2 separate regions of the Mus musculus genome follow, and region 1 is linked to region 2. The links are chromatin contacts, called in public promoter capture Hi-C maps. All regions are on one chromosome and are shown on one strand. Each heading gives the region's core, a stretch centred on a gene start, on an enhancer-like site or on the middle of the called end of the contact. The rest is flanking DNA. Distances are from core to core; before and after follow the strand shown.

Region 1 (7,620 bases), core at 2,174-4,673, 550 kb before region 2:
CTGTGTGGCTTCAGAAGGACTACACCAGGCCAAACAGTTTCACATGATGTTTATTGGGAGAGAGGGGCAAGGTGGTGGCAGAAAGAGAAGTGGGAGAAAGAGAGAGAGAGAGAGAGAGAGAGAGAGAGAGAGAGAGAGAGAGAGAGAGAGATCAGAGGGCCCTTTTTTATATATGGGTGATGACGAAGCACAGGTAAAGGTAGGAGGTGAGCCAAGTGGATTCTGGGAATATGGTGGCTGTTGCCGCAGACCTATGTAATGTCACAGGTTTCAGAGGTCCCGATACCAATAAGCTCCAAGGACCAGAAAATATTTTCAAAAAAAAAAAAAATCATAGGAGAAAACCTTCCTAACCTAAAAAAAGAGATGCTTGTAGAAATACAAGAAGCTTATAGACCAGCAAAGGGTTTCTTCACCTTCTTCTGTTCCTGGTGCTCATAGGTTAGGTCTTTTCATGGTATCCCTGATTTTCTGGATGTTTTGTGTCAGGAAATTTTTATTTTATTTTATTTTGGTTTTTCAAGACAGGGTTTCTCTGTGTAGCCCTGGCTGTCCTGGAATTCACTCTGTAGACCAGACTGGCCTCAAACAAAGAAATCTGCCTGCTTCTGCCTCCCAAGTGCAGGGATTAAAGGTGTGCGCCACCACTGCCTGGCAGGAAATTTTTAGATTTAATGTTTTCTTTGACTGATGCATTAATTTATTCTATTGTCTCTTCTATGCTCGAGTCTCCCTTTTTATTATTATTATTATTATTATTATTATTATTATTATTATTTTGTTTTTTTGAGACAAGGTTTCTCTCTGTAGCCCTAGCTGTCCTGGAACTCTATAGACCAGGCTGGCCTCGAACTCAGAAATCCACCTGCCTCTGCCTCCCAAGTGCTGGAACTAGAGGCATGCACCACCCCGAGTCTCTCTTCCATCTCCTGTTTTCTGTTGGTGATGCATCTGCTGCTCCTGTTCTCTTTCCTAGGTTTCCCATCCCCAGAATTCCCCCAGTTTGTGTTTTCTTTATCACTTCTATTTCCACTTTCAGGTCTTGCATAGTTTTATTTATTTCCTTCACCTGTTTGTTTGTATTTTCCTTTATGTCTTTAAGGAATTTATTTGTTCCTCTTTAAAAGCCTGTTTGATTGTATTTTCCTGTATTTACTTAAGGGATTTATTCATTTCCTCTTTAAAAGCCTCGATCATCTTTATAAGATTGGATTTAAGGTCATTTTCTTGTGCTTTGCTTGTGTTAGGATATCCAAGGTTTGCTGTACTGGGGTAGCTGTGCCCTTCCCCCAGCCTTGAGCAGAGTAAATAGACCTTACGTGTTTGCCACAGTTGGTCTTCTGCTGACATAGGTGGAGTCTTCCACCTTGTTGCATCTGCAATCTCCTACAGGAGCAGACTGCCCACTGAGCTTGCTTTGCAGCATAATCCAGCTGAAACAAAGGGTGGGTCTGTGGGTTTTCCCTATATAAACGCAGAGCTGAATATTAAACTTTGAGCCTTGATCAGAAACCTTTGTCTTGGCTTCATCCTTCTCTTGCCCGCCCACCCTTTTTCATTTCTAGCCTCCCTTTCAGGTACACAGTTCATCCATGGCTGCTGGACAGCTACGGGGAGCTGTGCTTTGGAGGTGTCATGTTGCCCGAGCTTTTGTTGATTGTGTTCTTTTGAGGGCCTTTAACCTTCTGGATGGCTTTAGTTCCTGAATGTTACTGTTGTAGTAGGTACTGGGAGCGGGGCCAGGTGTGGCAGGCCTCTGATGGGGATTTATGGTTCTGACTCAGCAGGTCTGATGAAAGTGGGCTGAGAGGTAGCAGAATGGGGGTTTAGCCAGGATAGCAGGCTGCTCAGGGCAGCTGGGGGTGGGAGTTTGTTTGCACATATGTCTGTACATTCTGTGCATACAGTGCCTGCAGCACCCAGAGGAGGGCATTGGGTTCTCTGGATCTGGAGTCATAGATGGTTGTGAGCACTTTCAGCTTATGTGAACACCACATAAGCACTGGTAACCAAACCTGGGGCCTCTGAAAGAGCAGTCAGTGCTTCTAACCAGTGAGCCATCTCTTCAGCCCCCATATTTTTAAGGTTTATTTTACTTCTGAGATTATATGCATTTCTCTATGTCTGCTTGTGTGTTGTGTTTGTGCATGTGCATGTAGGTGCCAGCAGAGGCCAAGAGAGGGCGTCAGATTCCATGGAACTGCAGTTATAGATTGAAAGCCACCTGATGGCTACTGGGGCTTGAACCTCTCTCCTCTGGAAAGGCAAAACGTGCCCGTATCCTCTGAACCATCTCTCCAGCCTGCAGGCATGAGACACCATCCAGGCAGGGAATGTCTCTGGGACCTGGCGTGTTTGGGTGCTCATGTTCTAAATCATCACCTTAATATAGGACCTCACCCAGGCTCAGCACATGGTAATCACACAAAACAAATGCCAGAGGTCACACAGAGACCCAGATCATAATTCTGCACGTAGAATATGTTCTGGAATCATTGCTAAAACAGTGTCTGTTATCATTATGAAATTGGCATAAGCTCATGTACACCACAATAACAAAATATAAAAAAAAAGTTATTAAGTGGTTGGCTTTTCCATGAAATTTAGATGTTCTCAGAGTGGTTTGATTTAAAATATAGATCTGAAGGTAGATATGGCAGTGCACGCTTGGGATTCCAGATCTCAGAACCCTAAGACAAAATACTCGGTTCCCAAGTCAGTCTGGGCTACATAGCAACTCTATATCAAGAGTGTACACACACACACATACACACACACAGAGAGAGAGAGAGAGAGAGAGAGAGAGAAACACAAAGAGAAACAAAGACAGGGACACAGGGACAGAGACAGGGACAGAGACAGGGACAGAGAGAGATATACACACATACTCACACAGGAGAGAGACAGAGAGAGACACGCACACATACAGATACATGTACACACTTTGGTGGCTAGACAACATTGAAACCAAGGACACTGAAGAGAAGCTTTCTCTCAGAGAATATCCTGTGGACCAAGGCTGCGTGAGCCCAGATGGCTCCTAACCATTCCAAATGATGACCTAGTTGTTGGTCACAGACAGGGCTGACCTTCCACACTGTGGAGCTCTTCCACAGTGCTGCTTCTTACATTGACAGCACTGCACCCGCCTCAGGTATCCTTGGAGATTGTTGAATGACAATTCTAGATGCTACAAAACTAAAATAAATCTGGCTCTAATAAAAACATTTGTTAGGTCTAAAGGAAACTCCATTCCTCCAATTTCTGAAAGGCAGTCCTGGACTATAGTCGTATTTCTGGATTAAAAACCAGCCTTCCTCAGAAACTTGTGAAACTGGTTCTCAGTAGCTTAAAGGAGTCATTCCCCTATCTCCAGCAGAAGGGACATAAGACTCCACCATTCCTAACACATGCCTGTGGTGCCTCTCAGCATACCAATCTCCATGCTGGCCTCCAGGCTCTTTCAGCCCCAGGTTACCCACAGTAACCTGTATACACTTCAAAGCCTCCACACCCCAGCTAACATGTTCCCATTTTTCTTATAACCCTGGAGATTTTGCCCCTCTTGCTTCTCTCTGTTTTCCTGAGAAGATAGCTGTGGCAGTTTGGAATAAACTTTCCCCTTTTCCATACACAGAGCAGCCATTTTGGTTTCTTTACTCCTTGCATTCAATTTTGACATAACAATTCAAGATCCAAATGAGTCTAAAGTCCATGGTACCAAAAGAGAATTCATCAGATGCTGGCTGTTCCTCAGACCTTATTAAATTGTGTTTGTTTTAGAACTTTTAACAGGACAAAGCAGTTTGCTATTGCCTTGTTTGATTTTACATCCCTAGGTTTCTGTGTAACATTCCATGACTATTCAAGTCCAGGGTATGCCCTGCTTCCTTGTATTTGTTTTGTTTTTGAGGCTGTGTCTCTCTGTATAGCCTTGGCTAACTTCAAACTCCGGATCCTCATGCCTCAGGGGTTAAAGGTATGCACCATGACACTCAGCCAATTTTAATTACTACACTCTCATGCTTTCCTGTTTGTTTGTTTGTTTGTTTGTTTGGTTGGTTTGGTGTGGTTTTGTTTTTGTTGTTGTTGTTATTGTTGTTTTGTTTTGTTTTGTTTTGTTTTGTTTTGTTTTGTTTTGTTTGAGACAGGGGTTTTTAAGTGTAGCCCTGGTTGTCCTGGAACTCACTATGTAGATCAGGCTAGCCCCAAACTCAGAGATCTGCTTGCCTCTGCCTCTCAAGTTCTGGAAATAAAGATGTGTGCCACCACTGCCTGGCTGGAATCCATGCTTTCTAAACATATAATTTGATGCCATGAGAAAAACCATTAGTCCCCCAACCTCCAACGAAGTAAGATTCTTCACTCCCTGTGTTGTCTGGGCTGGGAATTCAGAGTGGTCCTGACCTCAAATTGTCCTCCTGTTGTAACCATCATGTCTAGAAACAATGTTTAGCTTTCTTTGTGGTTGATATTATGAGGCCTGCGGTGTGTGTGTGTGTGTGTGTGTGTGTGTGTGTGTGTGCGTGTGTAATTGTGTGATTGTGTTGTATGTGGGCACAAGTGTCCTCTGGGTCAGAGGAGGACATGCTCCTTGCCTTATTCCTTCAAGACAAAGTATCTCATGAAGTCTGCTACTTTTCTTCCTATTCATCCTATTCATCTACCTTTTCTTCCTATTTGCTCAGAAGTCTGCTCTCTTTTCTTCCTATTCATTTGTCTCTGTCCACAACTTTGGTTTTACAGGTGTGTGACTCTATGCACATCTGACTTTTAACATGGGGACTGGAGACTTGAACTCAGGCCCTCGTGTCTGCAGAACAAGTGCTCTTACCCACTAAGCCCAGAAAAATACTTTTAAAGCATTTTATTATTACTTTATTATTGTCATTGTTATTGCTATTATTATTATTATTTGCACCCATGCATGTGGAGGTCAAAGGACAACTTTTAGGAGTTCTCTTCTTCCACTGTGAGTTTCAGTCAGTTCATCTGCTTGTTAAGAAATGTGGGGAAGAGGAGGAGAAAAAAGAAGAAAGGAAGGGAGGGAGGGCAAGAGGGAAGAAAGGCATAGTTTGGGGAGTATAAATCTAACCTCTCTGTTGGATGAGTCGAGGAAACTGACTCATCTTTCTGAACTTGTATTCCAAGTGAGAGACAGCAGGTTGGCAAGAGCGTGTTACAGTGAGTCATACGGCTACTTGGCCGGGACACAGGTCACCTCTCCTGGCTGTCAAATAGAGAATAATCAAACTACCTTTCCCCAGTACCTTCACACCCGCATACCTGCCCTCCCAGTCCATGCACTAGAAGCTGGACTGCCCCTTTCCACCCTGCTGTCTGTGGTGAGTGGGGAGAAGAGGAAGCAGAACAAGTAAGCACACAGCACACTGTAGGCTGGAGAGGCAGCTGTGGTGATTCACACATAGAGAGAGTTCCAGCAATTGGGAGCCTGAGGCAGGAGTACAGGAAGTTCATTGCCTGCAAGTTCGACACCAGGTGAGGCTCTGAATGAAAAAACTACACTAAATAAAGATGGTGATGCTAAAAGGCTGGGCTGAGGACAATAGTGACATTTGTGAATTATCCCTTAATAGGGCCATAGGAATTGAGAGCTTCTTGATCAGCTGGTGGAGAAAAAGATGGGGGCTTCCTCAGAATTCCTTTAAATTAATGCTCTTTCAGTGACTGTAAGAGTTGACCCATTTTTGTAAGTTTTAAAAACACATTTTACTTTGAAATAATTATTGGTTGGCAAGACATTTCAAAAGCAGTAGAAGGTCCTTGTGTGTACACACCCAGTTTCCCATCAGCGCAACATCTTATGAAAGTAGTAACATTCTACCAAAACCAGAAAATAGTAGACATTGGTACAACCCAGAGACTCTGTCAGCACCACATGTGCACGTGTGTGTCTCTGTGTGTGTTTCTCTGTAATCTCACTGCATGGATTTGTATGGATACCACCCAATTAAAGTACAGAAGTATTCCTCCATTGAAGGATCCCTTGCAGGGCTGGGGAGGCAGGCAGCCTGGTGGTAGAGCACCTGCTTAGCCCAAGGTCCTGGATCCCATCTCCACCCACTAAACAGATAAGAGTCCTGTGCTGACTCACATCTACACTCCTCTTCTCCCCCACCTTTGGAGGGTTTTGTTTTCCTATTGCACAGTTGGTACTTGTTATTACACTGTCAATATTTCTTACTCCTCTAAAGGAGAAAGAATGGATTCCTCCATTGCTTCTCTGCTGCATTTAATGCTGGAATGAAAACTGAGCACCCAGCCATGAGGTTAGGGGAACTTCTGTGCTCTAACCATTAATAACATCTAGAAGACCACCCTGCAGAGTGACCCTTATTCCTGTAACTGAGGATCGGATAGTTTCGCCCCTAAAGTACATTGGCTAGGTCCAGATAAGCACTTTAGACTGATGGGAACTCAACAAATACTTATCAGGTGGGTACACTGACCCAGCAGGGAGCGGCACATTCCAGGGCAGGTTCATTAAAGAGACAGAACAACTCTCTGTCCTCCAGAGCCCTTGTTTTCAAAGGAGCAAGGCTTAGAGCAAGTGCAAAGCAGAAAAGCGGGTTGAGTTGGGTTTCCTGTTTACAGTTCCTTAATTCATTTCCCGACAGGACAGAAAAGCAAAGCCCACTACAGTTCTCAAAAGGTCTAGGAGGCCCTCATTCCTCAAGTTCCTCCTGAAGCCCCCTTCTCAGGTTTTCTTTGTTTTGTTTTGGTTTGGTTTTTCAAGACACCGGGTTTCTCTCTATAGCCCTGGCTGTCCTGGAACTCACTTTGTAGACCAGGCTGGCCTCCCACCACTGCCCGGCTCCCCTTCTCTGTTCTATAGCAAGTCTTCAGAGGGGTGGGGACAGTGTCAGCTGTGTGACCTGGAAGATAGTACCTGGAGTTAGCAAGAGGCAGGAGCAATTACTTTGGCAGCAGGCATAGTGTTGAAGACTTGAGCTCACATACCTCATTTAGTCTGCATAACCCCGTGAGTCAAGAGATCTTATCTTCATTTCATGATTGAGAAAGTTGAGACACACAGAACATAAATGTTTTATTTATTGAGGCCACATACCTCTGTCAAGAAGCACTTGACACAGGCACCTCGACAATGCTAAATGACTAATGGCTTATGCCTGATGTTTGAGTGAAAATGTGGGGTTTTTTTGTTGTTAGGTTTTGTCCTTACTATTTTTAAGGTTTTCAAATACCCAGAAACTTATGATTAGGGGAATTTTCACTACAAAGAGGGTTACATCACTTTGCAGTGTATCCTGTCATTAGTGACCTGCCTTTCCATCTAGGCTAGGTACACTCTTTACTGCCAAAGTACCCTCACCCACAATAACCTCACAGAGCAGAAGGATTGGTTACTTCTAGTGTAGGCCTTAGAAAGGTTGGAAAGATGTAGATGTGTTCTTCCCCTTTAAGACGACAACTGGATGGGTGAGATTGCACAGCGGGTAAAGGTGCTTGTCCCCAGGCCTGACCCCAAGACTATGCAACGGAAGGACAGGGACTGCAACCCACACTCACCTGCCACACTCAGTAAATAAAATGCAAAAATAAAAACTCAGTTATGAGGGAGACCAGGACTCTGGATGA
Region 2 (7,432 bases), core at 2,958-5,457:
GCACAGAACAGGTGTTTCAGAAACGCCTGGAAAAGGCCAGTTACTTCACAAAAGTGTCAAGAAACTGGATAGCAACAAGATAACATTACATTAAAGACTGAAGCAACGTTGTGTTAGAACAGAATCCTGTACTCATGCATTAACTGAGAGGTGCTTAAATCCTGAGTGGCTCATTACTGATAAAGTTTATGACAAAAATAACATTACTGCAGACCTCCACTGGACAGCACAAGCTTCAAGAAAAGGCTCAGAACTGAAAAGACCAGAGGAAACAGAACATTCTGACAGCTACCTAAAGGAATCCCATATTTTTAGCTAAAATAAAGCATTTAAAATATGCATATATTTTTTAATTTTTCACAATGCCTATTTTAACCAATTTTTAAGTAGCGATTTATTTTTCTTTTCTAAGAAGGCTTAAGTGTAATTGACAATACTTGCTTTCAACATTAAAAAGCTCAAAAGAAAAGGAACTGTTCATGCATACCAAATTTACTATACCTTTTCCTTTTGAATCCATGGAGAAAAGATCAAAAGAGAGGGAGAAAAGGCAAGAAATCAGTTCAAAAGTTCAGAGAGAAATGCAGGTGAGTGGTGAGCTTTGTGTGTCTGCACGAGTGGCAGACACTGACTTTGCTTAAGAGGTGTTCCTAATGTTTGTGGTAACAATCAGGGATTGGCTCTGGGGAAAGAGAAAACATGCAACATTCAAATTAGAGCAGGTAAGCAAAGGCATGATCCCGTTAAACACAAACAAAACAAGTCACAGACACATCACCAGTGCACACCAGGGACGAATGGAAACGGAGGAGGAAGCCCTACGTAGGTGAGAAATGCACAAGACACACCAAGTGCCACCCGCTGTAACTGCGCAGGCCTTTCAGACATGGGGGTCACTGTCTTCATGGCTCGGACCTGTTCCACAGAGACCCTAGTGGTGATCAAAGTCAGTCTTGCTGTTAGGATTCTTCTGTGATAAACAAAGGCAGGGTTTCTCTGTGTGGCCCTGGCTGTCCTGGAACTCGCTCTGCTGACTGTGTTGGTCTCCAACTCAGAGACCTGCCTGCCTCTGCCTCTATGTGCCAACACCACCCGGCAACCAAGCCCGATGGCTAGTCTAGACACTTTGTAGTGTCTGCCATTTGTTTCTGAGCTTTTTAGCATATTTGAATGCATCTGTTTGAAAGCAATGTCCAAACATTTGTCTCTTACAAACAACCAGTGAAATGTATTAGCTGTACTGTTAAAATTCAATGCAAAACCAGAGTACTGTTGTTCTCCCACAGAACGTCCGTCCACTCTGGCATACTGTCTTCCATGTGAAGCCATAAGAAAAGACAATTTCACCACATCTACAGAAAGAAACCCTGAGGAGTTTAGACAAACAGCAGGCAGGTGCAAGGCAATGAGAGACAGCATCATAGCATGCACTCTTTCGTGTTAGCAGACTTGTCTGCAATAAGCACCGCCCGGAGACGGTAAGCAGGCACTCTTCTGACCTCTGGATTAGTGCCGAGCTGAGGAAAACTGACCACTACTGAAGGGAAAGGAAAACATCAACATACATCCCCTGGCAGATAAGCACGCGAGTATGCTCTGCCTGCCGTCATCTTCAGTCCTTTTTCATTTCTTACAGTTCTGCCTCTTTTCTTTCAGGAAAAAGAACTGCTTAAAACGCTGGATCTAGGAAGCAGTATCATAATCCTGTGCACATCCCTTAGCCCTGGCCTCAATCACTTCCTGCACTTGACGTTAGAGCACTGCAACAAGACCGTGAGAGCCTACCCCGGAGTCTAATGATCTAATAAATTATAACCCTGAAGGAAACAAGGCCCTCCCACCTACCGGAGACCATGCTCATAGAGTTTTCTGGAAGGCAATAAGGCAAGAACATGAAGTATCTTTAATGCTCATGTCCCAGACCACTTGCAGGAACTTTTTTAAAAGTGATCATATGCAAAAAGTACAGAAACACAGCTGCACGTGACACTACTGTTTAGAAACAGCTTAAGTGGCTTTCTTGAGCTATGAATCCATTTGAAAGGATGTTGTGTGTCCATTAAAACAATGTTCCAGGCCCGTGCTCTCAACACTGGGAGGCTAAGGCAAGATGGCCACCTTGAGTCTGTGGCCCGTCCAGGCCATATAGCAAGTTCTGGGCAAGCCTAAGCTACACAGTGAGACATCTCAAATGAACAAAGAAGATGCAAATATAGAAATGCAGGGAAGGAACTGCTGTTACGAAAGCAGGCTCTAATTATCATGGTCTCACTAGGGAGTATGCACACACCTATATACATATATGGGATAAAGGCTGAATGGCTATCAGAAGTGCTATATAGATTACCCCTAGATATTAGAATTTGACATTTTATATTTTCCAACTTGTGCACACCTACACTTTTGTACATTTTCTACTATAGATACATATCAATTATAAAGAAAGAGCTACCATTTAAAGATTCAATTCTAAAATTCTCTCAAGGAAATTACACTTGGGTTTCTAATCTTCTGCTTTTCAAGAAATAAAACAATTATTTAAATCAACCACATTTGAAAAGAATAGGTATTACAATTAAATGTTAAATAAAGCTTTTGGAATAATGGAAAATTTATAAATGGAAAGTCAAATTGTTCAGTAACAATGGAAAATAACTAGTTATTCGCATGTATGGTAAAAATCTAAGACTCCACAGAAATCAAACTATGGCTCTGTTAGTAAAGCACCCTTGCATAGCCCTTACTGAGCAGTTCTTGCTATTTTCCCACTTAAAAAAGAAGTACACATCTTGAGACCCAGAGGAGAACACTCACACACACAAAGAGCCAAGCATATTATCTGATGGATTTTAAATGTTTAAATAGATCAAAACAGTCTGCTTGTATACTGAATTCAAAGGCAAGGGACTAATGAAACTGATTAGGCTCAGAGGAAAATGATGGAATGCCACAGTTTCTACTGTGCAATGGGCTATCCGTGCTCTCTTAACTTAGAAAACAAGCTAATTACAGGGTAACATTTTTTTTTCAGTTTAGAAAGATTTACAATGGAAATGACTCAGAAACCTGGGGAACCCACTTCCCTGAAGACTGTTTTGAGCACCCATGACTGGAATCTGACTTAGAATAAAAAAATTATTATCACCACCAGCCGGAGGGAGACATGCTGACAAGCCAAGGCTCTTTCCAACATCATTCCTCTGCGTAGGTGCAGAGAACGCCAGCAGCTGTGCTGGCATACACACCTCAATATTCATAAGGGAGGAGAGACGTGCAGTGTGTAGCTGAAGGAAGCCACCAGCAGTCATTTCTAACTTAAAAATACCAACTCATGCTTCTTCATGTTTTCCCTGTTGCATCCATGAAAATCAAGTTTACCGTATAAAATGCAATTAAAGGACATTATAAAACCCAAAAGGAATCTTAATATTCAAAATAAGAAAGTAGTTAGAAAATTACCAAATATTAAAGCCAGTCCGTGAGACGTTCCCACCGCTATCAGACTGGACACGGCCTGGAAAGGGAAGGGAGAGCAATCAGTGCTGACTCGGCTTTCCTCCAGGCTCCAGCTGATGTGCCAGCCGCCGAAATAAGCCACAACACCCAGGGAGCAAAGCGAGAAATCACCTAGGGCACGGTCACTTCTAAGAATTCATCTAAGTTTAAGAGAAGTGTTATTAAAATACCATATATTCAATATTATATATAAGCTAGTCATTTGGCTGCCTTTAAATCTTCAGTTCTCAACCTATGAATCACAACTCCTTTGGGGGGGGTGTCAAATGACCCTTTCAAAGGGGTCCCCTAAGACCATCAGAAAACACAGATATTTATGTTACAATTCATAACAGTAGCAAAATTACAGTTATGGAGTAGTAACAAAAATAAGTTTATGACTGGGGGTCACCACAACATGAGCAACTGTATTAAGAGGTTGCACTCAGGGAAGGTTGAGAACCACTGTTAAAGCAACTTTAAAATTAAAAAAGAAAAACCACCCCTCCCCGGCAGCCCACTAAAGAGGTGCTTATATTGCCACACAGGGCCTCTTGCAATGTGGGGGATGAGAAGACTTTTCTCCAGTTTATCACCAGCGGGCCAGGGACACCAGAATGTTCCACTTGAGCCCACTTCTTCAGCGGTGACTAATGGGAAAGCCATGGAGGCAGCTGAAGAGAACCAGAAGACAGGTCCTTAATGCACTTCCGAGGCTCCTTTAGCTTGCCCCAGCCACTCCTGACACTCTGTGCAGGCCTGGCCCTGGGGTCCATAGCTGTGGAGTGTGAATTGCAGAGTGAGCTCACTCATGCTAGTCCAGTCCTTACAGAACAAGGGACGCAGCTCACAGGCGAGCTAATGCTGAAAAGGTCTATTGCTACATTACCTGCTCTCAAGCAAACCTAAGAGCTAAACAATAAAGTAGAGAAGCCAAAATCCAACATGACCAAGCTTTAAACGCGACTACTAACCACATAGCTTAAGAATTTATTGTAATAGCACTGAATAGTTTAAGAATAAACCTGAGAGCTCAGTGAAATTAAAAATCTTACCTTAAGGGTTAAAAGGTATACTTACAATTGCTGTAGGCAAGCCAGCATCTACTTTGTCCTAAATGAGATTTTAAAAAAGAAGAATTTGAAAAAGATAACAGCATTGAAAGTAAGCATGCAGTCTCTCTTTGTGCACACTCTGACTGAACAACTTAGGTGAGAAGTGCGCCCTTGGCCTGCCCCTCCAGTCAGCTCTATTCCAAAGCTATGGACAGCAATCAACAAGTGGGAAAGCAGACGGTTGTATTTAACTAACTGTAACAGAAACTCTGGGTACTAATTAGAAATACAGTATTTCTAATAAAAAATAAAGAAATAAAGTGAATAAAGAGAAGAAGGAGGCCTGTTTCCCATAATGTGAACAGACTAGAGTCTACAGGACTAAAAGAGCAGAATCAAAATTTTCAGAAAAGGGGAACGTGCTGCAGGCACCCCATGTCTTAGGAGGAGGCTTCCCTCCAGCAGATTAACTCCACCATTGAAATGAAGCCCACCATCCATGGGGAACAACGAGTCCATTGTCAGACATGGTGAGGCCAAACATGAAGTACCACGTCAGCACCTCCCCAGTGACCACAACAACACAAAAGCCACCAGCTGTCTGATAGTAATCTCCATGCATTCAGAAAACTAACAAGTCCTGCTCTATCAATCCTAACACGCGTCCTGTGGACTGTATTAGGTGCAAAGAACGCTACACAGGTGTCCATCTGAGGCTTACATAGCCTGAGGTAATCATCACAGCTTGGGTGACACTGCACTGGGGCAGCACCTTCACCCAACGTCCAGAGCTGACCCACGGCCTGATATAAATATCTCATGCACGATTTGTATTCTGTCCTGCATGGAGAAAAGCAGGGATGAGAGAGCTCAGATGAAAAGCATGAACCACATTCAACTGAATGCAGAAGCCATCTGACTTCAAAAGATATAAAGGACAGATGTGGGAATCATTTCAACACTAAATTGGAATTCTCCTGGGGTGGAGCAGGAAAATAAAGGAGAAGGGTGTAGGGGATGGATGGGTAGACCAAAAGTAAATGTTATCAAAGTGCCATAAGGAAACCTTCAATCTTCTATGCTAACTAAAAAATAAAAACACTCTCGAAATCGAGATGAATGGGAAAGACAAAAATGGGAAAGTCAAGTGGCCTGGCAGGGCAGTGAGCTAAAGCAGAGGTGGGGTGGCTGAGCACTGAGCTAAGGCACAGGTAAGGTGGCTGAGCAGTGAGCTAAGGCACAGCTAGTGGGGGTGAGGGAGGGGGAGATGGAGGAGAGGAAGGGAAGGACAAAATTCATAATTAAATTATGCAATTAGTGACAGTGCTGCAGCACCTAGGGCAGTGCTTCTTGAAAGCCACCCTGACCCTGCTGGGATATTACTGAGAATGCAGGTCCCAGTGCTCTTCCACTAATGGCTCGAGTCAGAAGGTGATCCAAAAACCTGCATTTTAGTAGTCACCCCACGAGAGTCTGGCACAGTGGGCATGTTTTTAAACAATAATAAAACATTGTGCTGAGGCATGTATAGTACCTTACTTAGGTTCATCCTTAAAATGGTATATTCCTTAACAATGTAATTCCAATGTATTTTAAATATAGTCATATGTCACATTACTTTGAGACGGGTCCCAAAACTAAACAGTAAGACTCAAAAATATCATGTTTCCAAAGTGTTTTTCATCCATGGACTCCACCTGATAGAATCGCTGCACAGGGCTAAAGCCACAACTGAGCAACCATCCAGGGAAAGTACCCCACAGAGAACCAGCTTTACATGTTAATAAGCCAGCCATCACAGAAAAGCATGCAACTTCACCAAGAGCTGCTAATCCGAGGTCAGAGAAGCAAGCCCGGAGGCGCAGGAAGAGCAGCGCTATGTGAGCTTGTCAAAGCAGCTAGCCAGAGCTATGTGGAGAGAACAGAGTGCTGACACTCTGGGGTTTATCAGAACTGCCTCCTCCTCCTCAAGGCGCAGGGAAACCCCTTCTAAACAACAGGCTTAACTAATCAGCGCTCAGTGTCTGAGTTCTAGCTCAGTCTCCACTACTCAAAATATTTTTTAAACTGCACAGGTGGGTCAAATGACTGCCCTGGTTTGTCTTGATTTTTGAAAGGAATGACTTTCATCACCTACATAAGGATTAAATTCAGAAAATGTCATGGAAACATGATCCTCAACAGGTGGTTTCCATTCTGGCAAGCATGAGTTCCTCTCCGCCTAACAGAGGAAGGGCACTGCCCAGTCTCCACAACGTGACTATCTCTATGTAACATCATGTCTGAGGCTATGTGCATCAGCGGGCTCAGGACACCCTCGCTGCTGCCCAGGACGAACATCAGAAGGGAACTACCTGCAGAAGTGAGTTCTCTGACAGAACTGAAAACTAAAACACAAGCACACGTCATGACTCCTACTGTCTCACCCTGTTCCAACTTAAATATATGAACTATTAACTAAACTCCATGGAAACAACACAAACAACATGGAAGTCCCTGCTGTCCTCATCTCTTTATACTGCCTTCCATATCATGCACAGGACTGCTGAACTCAGAAAACGGACTTAGGCTCGGGCTGTGAGGTCAGAGGGGAGCGTGCAGAGTGCCCAGTGACTCAGTGTTGCTAGCCACTTCCATGTACTGTCCCAGTATTCTAAAGCATTTGCAGAGGAGGCCACAACCATGCCGCTGCAGCCATCGTACAACGGCGCTCACCCACCCGACCTCCCTTCACAGCAGCACTTGGTTATAAGAGATCCCAATCCTGGGGTTGGGGATTTAGCTCAGTGGTAGAGCGTTTGCCTAGCAAGCACAAGGCCCTGGGTTCAGTCCTCAGCTCTGGGGGAAAAAAAAAAAAAAGAGATCCCAATCGACGGCGTCTT

Evidence for each region. Promoter capture Hi-C pulls out the DNA fragments that hold promoters and counts their contacts.
Region 1: a promoter capture Hi-C map of embryonic stem cells shows a contact between it and region 2, with 2.3 times the contacts expected there. The contact joins two enhancer-like sites. A contact is called at or near these places in 6 of 39 promoter capture datasets (the C10 cell line, the HPC-7 cell line, cranial neural crest and 3 more), 1 of 15 datasets of contacts at CTCF or cohesin (large pre-B cells) and 2 of 115 datasets of contacts at active chromatin or transcription factors (the SCID.adh cell line and large pre-B cells).

The regions. Positions count from the first base shown.
Region 1 is chr16:21,995,929-22,003,548 of GRCm38.p6, reverse strand. No RefSeq gene overlaps it. Among named protein-coding and RNA genes, the nearest start is that of Liph, 4.2 kb to the right of the region's middle. Within about 2 kb of position 3,423, at least 21 of the 459 cell types and tissues checked have an H3K27ac peak or open chromatin away from gene starts, as enhancers often do.
Region 2 is chr16:21,444,431-21,451,862 of GRCm38.p6, reverse strand. Vps8 (VPS8 CORVET complex subunit) reads right to left here. Exons shown (of 47, transcript NM_001285893.1): 6 at 4,576-4,608; 7 at 3,460-3,514. Among named protein-coding and RNA genes, the nearest start is that of Vps8, 25 kb to the right of the region's middle. Within about 2 kb of position 4,207, at least 12 of the 459 cell types and tissues checked have an H3K27ac peak or open chromatin away from gene starts, as enhancers often do.